2 separate regions of the Sus scrofa genome follow, and region 2 is linked to region 1. A link is a contact called in public HiChIP or PLAC-seq data. All regions are on one chromosome and are shown on one strand. The core of a region is the stretch at or near the end of the contact, and the rest is flanking DNA. Distances in the headings are between cores, read along the strand shown. Region 1 overlaps TBC1D4 (TBC1 domain family member 4). Region 2 overlaps COMMD6 (COMM domain containing 6).

Region 1 (5,142 bases), core at 2,299-4,798:
GGCTTGTTGTAGGCAGGAGTGCATCTCCCAGAGATTTAACCTGCTGGTGAAGGGACAAGCTCCAATGCATTACTTATATACCTGTGGGGCCAGAATCTGTTTACCAACAATCCCCTCCCCTTCTTTTAGGTCTCTACCCACCAAGAGCCAAGCTGGTAATACAGAGGCACCTCTCATCATTGACTGATAATGAGCAAGCTGACATCTTTGAACGAGTCCAGGTAACATTCTTTCTAGGCTTCAGAAACAAGACCTAAGGAATGAGAATTGGGCCCTGTTTTTGTGAGTTCATTTTCTTCCTTTCTCCATCCGAAGTTCAAGCTACGTATCCTATTGTACCATGTGGTAGTTACTAGAATGCCACTGTTGCTTGTGCTTCCAAGAGCAGCTAGACATGAACATTTAGTTTTATGTATGTTCCTCTGTGAGACAGATTCAACTAACCGAGAAAAGGATAAAACAATATTCATCAAAGATATTGGCCTGTAATTTTGGAGGAGGGAGTGGGATGGACTAGGAGTTTGGGGTTAGTAGATGCAAGCTATTACTTTTAGAATGGAGAAGCAGTGAGGTCCTGCTGTATGGTATACTCTCTTGGGATAGAACATGATGGAAAATAATATAAGAAAGGGAATGTGTGTATACACACACACACACACACACACACACATATAGGAATGACTGGGTCACTTTGCTATACAGCAGACATTGGCACAACATTATAAAACAACTATACTTTAATTAAAAAATTCAAAAAAAGAATAAAACAGAAGCCGTATTGCCATAATGTGCTTTTGGTTTGTCTGTTCAACAGAAAATGAAGCCCATCAATGACCAGGAGGAGAATGAACTTGTCATTTTACATCTGAGGCAGCTCTGTGAAGCCAAGCAGAGGACACACATTCACATTGGGGAAGGCCCATCGGTGAGAAGGTTTCGCCTTGACCTATTTTTGCTTTTTTTTTTTTTTCATACACTCCATCAAAGTACCCTTTTCTTCTTGACCAACGAGACCCACCACTCCTGGCTCCATATTTGATACTTAGGTGTGGCTTTGTGTCCTATATTCCCTCCCCAAGCAAAGGAGAAGGCTTCTCTCTCGGAAGTTTCCTGGCACTAAGAACCGGGGAAGGAGTTCCTGTTGTAGCTCAGCAGTTAATGAACCCAACTAGTATTCAGGAAGATGCGGGTTCAATCCCTGGCCTTGATCAGTGGGGTAAGGATCCAGTGTTGCCATGAGTTGTGGTGAAGGTCACATATGTGGCTCAGATCCTTGTTGTTGTGGCTGTAGCATACACTGGCAGCTGCAGCTCAGATTCAACCCCTGGCCTGGGAACTTCCATATGGCACAGGTGTGGCTCTAAAAAGACGGGAAAAAAAAAGAAAGAAAGGAAGGAAGGAAGGAAGAACGAACGAAAGAAAGAAAGAAAGAAAGAAAGAACGAACGAACGAACGAACGAACGAACGAACCAGGGAATATACATATGTACATAGTGGCTTCTTATCTCTATATGAAATAAAATGTTTAGAGAACCAAATAGAGTGGATACACTGTAGATTCTCATGCAGTCTAGTACTATTGGTGAATATTTGTTGAAAAGATAAATGACCCACTCACACATGAAAATGGAATTACAACAAAGGCATTAGAAGAATCCGGCTTTACTAGAAGATACTTTGTTCTTTGAAACCTATTTCTTGTTTTTCCTGCTAATTTGGACATACAGGCAACTTGGAAAGGGATGGTTATCGTTGTTAATCAGAATGACAGCCATAAACATTGACATCTCAAGATTAATTTTTGTTAAACACAGGAGGAATGTCTTAGCAGAAAGGTCTTATTTCTGTCTTTTTATTACTTACAATATTAATAATTGAACCCCTTTTCCATATAATTTTTATGTTCACATTGTGAATCCCAACTTCTTACTTCCTAACAGAGCTAGAGAAGAATTCCTGTGCTTTTTAATGACCTATCATAAGCCTGTCTTTAAAGCTTCATTTAACCTTGGGTATTTCCAAACGAAAATTGATGTGTTTCTTTCTCTAGACTATTTCCAGTAGTACAATCCCGGAAAATTCGACGAGCAGTGGAAGGTTCAAACTTGACATCCTGAAAAATAAAGCTAAGAGATCCTTAACTAGCTCCCTGGAAAACATCTTCTCAAGGGTAAGATCAAACTGAGGCTCTTGTCTGTGTTTTCTGACTACTTTGCTTCATTCTCAACTGGCTCACAGCACATTTTCTTAGGAAAAAAACCTTAAGATTAATTTAGTTAGCCCTTATTTAAAATAATCTCTGAAAATTTAGTTTCATTCGCAGCTCTAGCTTTATTTTGGTGCCTCTGATATCTGTCTTTGAGCAGTAGAGATTTAGTAGCAGAGATATATGTATAGAAAAGGAGAAATAGAACATTGATGCCCAGTCCTGAGACCTTTTTATCTTTTGCCACATTTTATTTTGTGTTGTTTCTTTTTCTTTCTTTCTTTCTTTCTTTTTTTTTTTTTTGCTTTTTATGGATGCATGTGTGGCATATGGGAGTTCTCAGGCTAGGGGTCGAATCAGAGCTACAGCTGCTGACCTATGGCACAGCCACAGCAACGCAGGATCCGAGGTGCGTCTGTGACCTACCCCACAACTCATGGCAAGGCCAGATCCCCAACCCACTGAGCAGGCCAGGGATCAAATCCACATCCTCATGGATACTAGTCGGATTCATTTCTGCTGCGCCACAATGGGAACGTCCAGTTTGCCACATTTTGAAGTTATAAAGAAACCCCTCTTTAGCTCATTCTCAGAAAGCTGATAGGGAAGGCTGAAAATAGTGAGTATAAGTTCATAGAAATGTATGTGTTCCATTTAGTGAATTTATATATTCTGTTTAGAAATAAGCCAAGTGATTTCTCTTCCTCTCCTTCCTGAACAGTTCACTCCGAAAGCTATTGGACAAGATGCTGGTGTCTTGACCTTGGGTCTGTGAGGCAGGCAGCCACAGTGGCTCAGTGCAGGAAGACAGAGGCTGTATGGGTGCTGGGGCAGATGGTTCTGTGCAGTGAGTGGAAACCAGAGCTGGTGATAAGGGCATCAGACTGTGGGGGGTGGGGATGCCCCCATGCAGGGTGTCAGAGCCAGGGTGGAGGGGAGAAAGCCTTCAGGGCGCCCAGGACAAGGAATTGCCTATGTTGTCCATGTCTGGGAGACTGTTTCTGTTTTGTAAATGCATTCATTTGTATCCTTTTTTCATATGATACCAGGCATATGGAGAATCTAAAAAAAATGATACAAATGAGCTTAGTTACCTTTCCTCACTCATGGTTTCCCCACCTGTGAAATGGGCGTCCTCCTACCTGTGTCAGTCACATTCTGGTGCAAAGGAGGTGTCAGAATGTTAGGAAAAGAGCCCACCGTAGATATGAAGTGGGACACAGAGCAGTGGGAAGCTCCGAAACCTCTGTCACTTCCAAAATGCCACAAGGGTATTGAGAGCGTTACGCTCTTGATCCCCGCTGAGGACCTTGGCTCGCTGCTCCGTATGTGCGCGGCAGACTTTGAAGTGCCGCTTGCAGAGCCTTGAACGGCTGTCATGACTTTTCAGCAAGGGCACAGCCAGTCTGTTTCGGTCAAGGTGGATACTGTAGCTTTTGTGTCCCAGTGTGCTGCCAACTACCATCAATTATGTGACCTAACAAGGTCTCGCTTACACCATACACCGCAGCATGGACTTGTGGGGAAGGCTGGCACGTACCCATGTTGTATCGAAGGTTATATAGGAAAGAGGTTTTGTGGACTTCTGAAACTTGTCTGTTTATTTATTTTTTTTTCTTTCTGAGTGAGATGGTAGAAAACTGACACTCCAGGCATGGTGTTTGGCTCCCAGTTGCTGCTATTTTTAAATGTCAGCATATTTTATTTAACTAACTATAGTTGTTTATGAAATAGGATATGTTTTTAAGATGCCTTAGCGCTCAGCTCAATAATAATTCAAAAGTGGGTCCAAAGGAAAAGACTCGACACCCACATTACCACGTTATAATAGCTAAAACTGAAACACTGTGTGTTCAGAGGTGCAAAGACAGGCTCTTGTATTGTTTGTCGGTTGCCTCTGCTTAAACTGATGTTTTCCAAAAGAAGACTGTTTACTAGTATATGCATATATTCCTGAAAGAGAAATATTTACTAATAGAAAGTGTGAGTCATTGGAAAACTGTCCTCATTTCATGGTTTCTTCGGAGTGAGAGCCATTGTCCTCACTTGCTGATGAATTAATTGGGGGAGGGTAGAGTATCATTTTCAAGTTCATTTATTTTTCTTTGTGTGTAAGGAAAACTCATGGATAAAACACTTCCTATGGTGAGACTGCTTATGGCACAGAGAGCAGAGAGAGGTCTTGTTGTCTGTGGGCACCTTGGGGACAGAAGGCAGAGATGGATGAGCCATCCTGGGAGCCCGCAAGCAGGGCTGGTGAGGGAGGCGGCTGCAGAGGAGACAAAGAACTGATGGAAGGGGAGAGAGCCGTTGTTTTCATTGTGATTGAATCCGGAGGGAAAGAATGAGATATTTCCTCTTAGCACATCTTTCTGTTGGCTCCCTTCCCGTCTCCTTCTCTTTTGCCCAAGCAGACTCTGGGCACAGATGACCTCCCCATCTGTCTGAATCTGGGAATCAGTGGGCAGTCTGGGAAGCCCAAGGAGAAACCCTCGGGAACTCCTGTTCCCCCAGCTGCCCCTGGATGGGATTCCATCCAGCCCTAGGATGGATCAGATCAGAACATAGGGCAAGGCTGCCATGTGGCCTGGGCAGCATCCAGGGCTAGAACTTGTCCTTGCTTTCCTGCTTGCAAATTACAAAATAATAATAACTGGAGTTCCCCGATGGCTTAGCAGCTGAGGATCTGGCATTATTACTGCTGTGGCTCTGGTCACTGCTTTGGTGTGGGTTCTTTCCCTGGCCTGGGAACTTCCTCATGCTGCAGTCAGAGCCAATAATAATAATAATGATAACAACTAAGAAGTAGGAAAGAGTGAGAATGACTACTCAACATTCCCCATAACCCCTGGGGTAATTCATTTTTGCTGGGTGTTTTGTTGTCGTCAGTGTAAATATATTCTGGATATATGTTATATATGTATCTTTTGGGTTTG
Region 2 (5,018 bases), core at 1,592-4,091, 200 kb before region 1:
GAGATCCCAAGTACTCTTTTCCTTGGTTTCCCAGAATAGTAACACCTTGTGAAACTATGACTGGGGGACAGACATTTCTGCCACCACATGGATCCCTCGTGCTCCCCCATTCTGCTCTGTGATAGCCGCACCCACCGCCCTCCCTCCACCACCTCCTCATTAGCCCCTGGCCACCACTAACCTGTTCTCTATTTCAGCAATTTTGTCATTTCGAGAAGAACGTTATATAAGTAATCATCAGGATGTAACCTCTGGGACTGTTGTTGTTTTTTTTTTTTTTTTTTTTTTTTTTTTTTTGCTTTTTAGGGCTGTACCTGCAGCATGTGGAAGTCCCCAGGCTAGGGGTCAAATCAGAGCTATAGCTGCCAGCCTACACCAGCCTATCCTCAGCAATGTGGGATCCAAGCTGAGTCTGTGACCTACACTCCAGCTCATGGCAACATCGGATCCTTAACCCACTGAGCGAGGCCAGGGATCAAACCTGCATCCTCATGGATACTAGTCAGATTCGTTTCCAATGAGCCACAATGGGAACTCCCTGGGGACTGTTTTTTTTTTTTTTTTTTTTCCACTCAGCATCATTCTCTAGAGATTCCTTTAGGTTGTTGCAGGTGTCAATAGTTCATTCCTTTTATTGCTTAATAGTAATTCCACAGTGTGGATAGACATCGCCTGCCTAACTCTTCACTCAGCAAAGGACATCTGGGTTGTTTCTAGTTTGGGGCTATTACGAATAAAGCTGTTATAAATATATATTTATATATATGTATGTATGTGCAGGTTTCTGTGCACACATAAATTCATGTCATTAGAGATAAATGCTCAAGAATGTAAATGATAGGTCCTATGGTAGTTGCAACATGCTTTTTTTTTTTTCCCCAGAAACTGCCAAGCAGTTTTTCAGAGTGGCTGTGCTATTTCACATTCCCACTGGCAATGTCAGAATAATCCCGTTTTTCCACACTCTTGAAGCATTTGGTCTTGTCACTTTTAAAATAAATCTAGCTATTCTGATAGGTATGCAGTGATATCTCATGGTTTGAATTTATAGTTCCCTAATGGCTAATGATGTTAAACAACTTTTCTTGTGCTTATATGCCTTCTGTATATATTTTATGTAAAAAGCAGACTCAAGAGAGATCATGGACCTAAATGTAAAATGCACAATGAAATTTTGAAAAAGAAACAAAAGAAATGAGGATCAAGGCCTAGGCAAAGAATTCTTTGACTGGACACCAAAAGCTCAGTCTATAAAAGGAAAAATTGAAAATTGGATTTTATCAAAATTAAAAACTTCTACTCTGTAGAAGACCTTGGTAAGAGGATGAAAAGATAAGCTACAGAGTAGGAGAAAATATTTGCCAATGACATCTCTAACAAAGGACTAGTATCTAAAATGTATAAAGAGGAGTTCCCGTCGTGGCGCAGTGGTTAACGAATCCGACTAGGAACCATGAGGTTGCGGGTTCGATCCCTGCCCTTGCTCAGTGGGTTAACGATCCGGCGTTGCCGTGAGCTGTGGTGTAGGTTGCAGACGCGGCTCGGATCCCGCGTTGCTGTGACTCTGGCATAGGCTGGTGGCTGCAGCTCTGATTGGACCCCTAGCCTGGGAACCTCCATATGCCGTGGGAGCGGCCCAAGAAATGCCAAAAAGACAAAAAAAAAAAAATTGGTAAAATGTATAAAGATGTCTCAAAACCTTACAGTAAAAAAAGTAAAAACATAATTCCAAGAAAACAACAACAACAAAAGCAAAAGAAGACCCCTGGCCTGGGACCTTCATATGCCACAAGTGCAGCCCTAAAAATATATATATATATATATGTATTTAAAATTCAGTTACAGGAGTTCCCGTCATGGCCCAGTGGTTAACGAATCCGGCTAGGAACCATGAGGTTGCAGGTTCGATCCCTGGCCTTGCTCAGTGGGTTAAGGATCTGGCGTTGCCGTGAGTTGTGGTGTAGGTCGCAGACGCGGCTCCGATCCCGAGTTGCTGTGGCTGTGGTGTAGGCCAGTGGCTACAGCTCTGATTAGACCCCTAGCCTGGGAACCTCCATGTGCCGGGGGAGTGGCTCTAGAAAAGATAAAAACAAATAAAATAAAATAAAATTCAGTTAGGACATGGGCAAAAGGCGTGAATAAATATTTCACCAAAAATATATATAGATGACATAAAAATGCAAGAAAAGTTGTTTATCATTTCTTTCTTTTAGAACAGATATATCTGCTTTAGAACAAAAAAGGCAGTCAACATTTTAATGCTAAGTGGTATCTTGGAAGAATTAGGACTTGGTCGAAAGGAAATAAAGGTAGCATATGGTGATATATGAGTAGCTTTCAACTGAATGTAGGGACAAAATCCACTTCAAAAAGGAATATAGGGAGTTTCCGTTGTAGCTCAGCAGTAATGAACCCAACTAGTATCCATGAGTATGTGGGTTCAATCCCTGGCCTTGCTCAGTGGGTTAAGGATCTGGCGTGGCTGTGAGCTGTGTAGGTTGCAGGCGTGGCTCAGATCCTGCGTTACAGTGACTGTGGCGTAGGCTGGCGGCTGCAGTTCCGGTTTGACCCCTAGCCTGGGAACCTTCATATGCCTCAGGTGTGGTCCTAAAAAAAAGCAAAAATAAACCAAAAAAACAAAAAAAGGAATATGGTTTCAGTCCTTTCGTAATTCATAATCCCACTCTAATTCTTATTTTTCTTGCAGCATTTGTGCTTCCCGATTCCACTTCTAATTTTTTTCTTTTTTTTTCTCACTGGGGAAAAAAAAAATCACAAATGAGGCTACTTTTTTAAAGGTAGTTTTTATGTGGCTAAAGCTAACCAGGCAAACAGAGCCTGTTAGTCACATTACAGGACTGAGAGCCAAGGAACATTCTTTGAGCTTTTAATTTATATCTTTCTAGTACCTGAAGTTATGATCATCAGTATCTATTTTTAAGGAAATAATAACTTTCTCCTTCACCTCATAACAGATTTACATAAACATTAAAACAAAAGACAGATACTCTTTTAAGTAGCAATTTATAGAATTAAGTCCAGATGAGAAGGAAAAACAAGGATGTAAATAAATCATGAGATGGTATCAAATTCGCCTTCTACTACTTCTTGGCAGATAGAGGAGAAGAAAGGAAAACAGAATTTGTTCGATCCCTCTTTTATCTGAGGCTTCAAAAAGCGTGACTTCTGTAGGAGAACCACCATGGTAGCTTAGTTTTTAAATAAAACAGAAATAAAGCTTCTATCATATAAGTGATTGTTGGTGTTGGGTCTCTCTTACTGTAATTGACAGGACAGCCCCTATCACCCTGAAATGCCATCTTTCACTAAATTAAAAGTGGTTCAAAGTCTAGGAACCATTCTATCATTTTTAAAAATCTTCATTGTCTAGAACAGTGCTGGGTATTTAATAAATCTTTCTGGTGTGATCTCAGAGAACTTTGTTGGGTGCTTTTAAAACATTTAGTCCTGAGCCAGTTACCCAACTCTATAGTAGTATTTTTGCTTGCACCAAATTGCACCTGTTTTTTTCTTATGTAACCTTCCAATAATGATAGCTGAGGGTATAACATTAAAATTCAAACTTAGTATGTTATAGAGCTTCTGTTGGTCAGCTGTAATTAAAAGAGTGATATAAATAGCCTCTAAAAAAGCAAAATTAATGTTATTTTTTCCCCTTTCTCTCCAGAATTTCTACAGACAGTTCAAGGAAATTGCTGCAATTATGGAAACTGTGTGAAAGCTAATTACTTGGTTGATGAATTGCTACCATTCTAAAATCATGGACTTCACTTTCTGCAACCACACTGCCTAAGGATCAAATGATATTTATTGAATGAAAGTTACACTTTTGGTTTTCCATTTTTTTAAATAATCAAAATCAGACAAACAGGAATTACAAAGTTGTGATTGATGCACAACTTTGTGAATGTACCAAGAGCCACTGAAACCGAACACTTTAAAGGGTAAACTTTGTGGTATGTGAATTATATTTTTAAATCATACAGTGGAATGATATTAAAAGCAACACAAATTTATGTATTAGGCCAATAGTTTTAAAAATTACAGGTAATGTTACCCTTTATAAATAAAACCTTATATAGAGTCCTTTATATATAGTCTTATAAAGTATCTATAAATGACAAAAGTAGTGTTTGATTAGGGTAACATTACAAACTCAGTTTTATAACATTCACTTGTCATAAACGCAATCAGTGAGAAGAGTGAGGCTGCTCCTTCTCAAACATTTGGACCAGGTTAGGATTGATCATTGTTTTCCTTACGTTAGCCAAGCATTCAGATGTTTCTGTTATTAATATTTGTAGAAATTTCAAATATGTGCACAGATTTACAAAAATAGGTTTTATTCTGAGTTTACATATACCTAAATTAATCTGGTAGCCCAGGTTATTATGTTAGATGATCTCTGTTGGATTTATATTTTTAAATCTGTTGTTAAAATATTTTATAAAGCTACAGCAGTCAACACTGTATATCATTGCTTAGGAATAAACAGGTCCCTGGAGTCAACTAGGTGGCCTAGAAATAGATCAAGACATTTAGGGCAAGGATGGTATTTCAGTTGGATGAGAAAACAGGATTTATTTAATATGTGCTAGTAACCCTTCACAACATATGCAAAAGTAAGTTCCAGATGGACTACTGACCTAAATAAAAAAGATAAAAATGAGAAATTTTACAGGATATTTATGTTAACTCAGGCTTAGGAAGATAGCAACTCCCCATCTATAATAGCAAATATAAATATAATTGAAATATAAAATTAAAAAGTTATATGTAGGGAAAAATAGACCATGAACAAAAACAAAAGACAAATGCTAGGTTGATGTGTAAGTCAGTTCTCGGTTTGGAAAACAAATTGCTTTAACTGTTTTAAATAGGAAGGGCTTTTATACAAGAAACGAGATGCTTACTCAACTGTGGGACTGAGGGAACAAGTCAGGAGAAATCATTGCTGGCTCTTGAAAATCCAGTAAAGCAGGAATTTCAGGAAAGCT

What was found. HiChIP or PLAC-seq counts read pairs in DNA pulled down with a chosen protein or histone mark.
Region 2: an H3K27ac HiChIP or PLAC-seq map of skeletal muscle shows a contact between it and region 1. The contact joins two enhancer-like sites. A contact is called at or near these places in 1 of 47 Hi-C or Micro-C datasets (skeletal muscle) and 2 of 2 datasets of contacts at active chromatin or transcription factors (alveolar macrophages and skeletal muscle).

The regions. Positions count from the first base shown.
Region 1 is chr11:47,600,632-47,605,773 of Sscrofa11.1, reverse strand. TBC1D4 (TBC1 domain family member 4) reads left to right here. Exons shown (of 20, transcript XM_021065670.1): 6 at 130-221; 7 at 815-925; 8 at 2,051-2,170. Among named protein-coding and RNA genes, the nearest start is that of TBC1D4, 160 kb to the left of the region's middle. Within about 2 kb of position 3,548, at least 6 of the 83 cell types and tissues checked have an H3K27ac peak or open chromatin away from gene starts, as enhancers often do. A contact at or near this core is called in skeletal muscle, where this site is marked.
Region 2 is chr11:47,795,449-47,800,466 of Sscrofa11.1, reverse strand. COMMD6 (COMM domain containing 6) reads left to right here. Exons shown (of 4, transcript NM_001267850.1): 4 at 3,689-5,018. The coding sequence ends at 3,739. Among named protein-coding and RNA genes, the nearest start is that of COMMD6, 21 kb to the left of the region's middle. Within about 2 kb of position 2,841, at least 1 of the 83 cell types and tissues checked has an H3K27ac peak or open chromatin away from gene starts, as enhancers often do. A contact at or near this core is called in skeletal muscle, where this site is marked.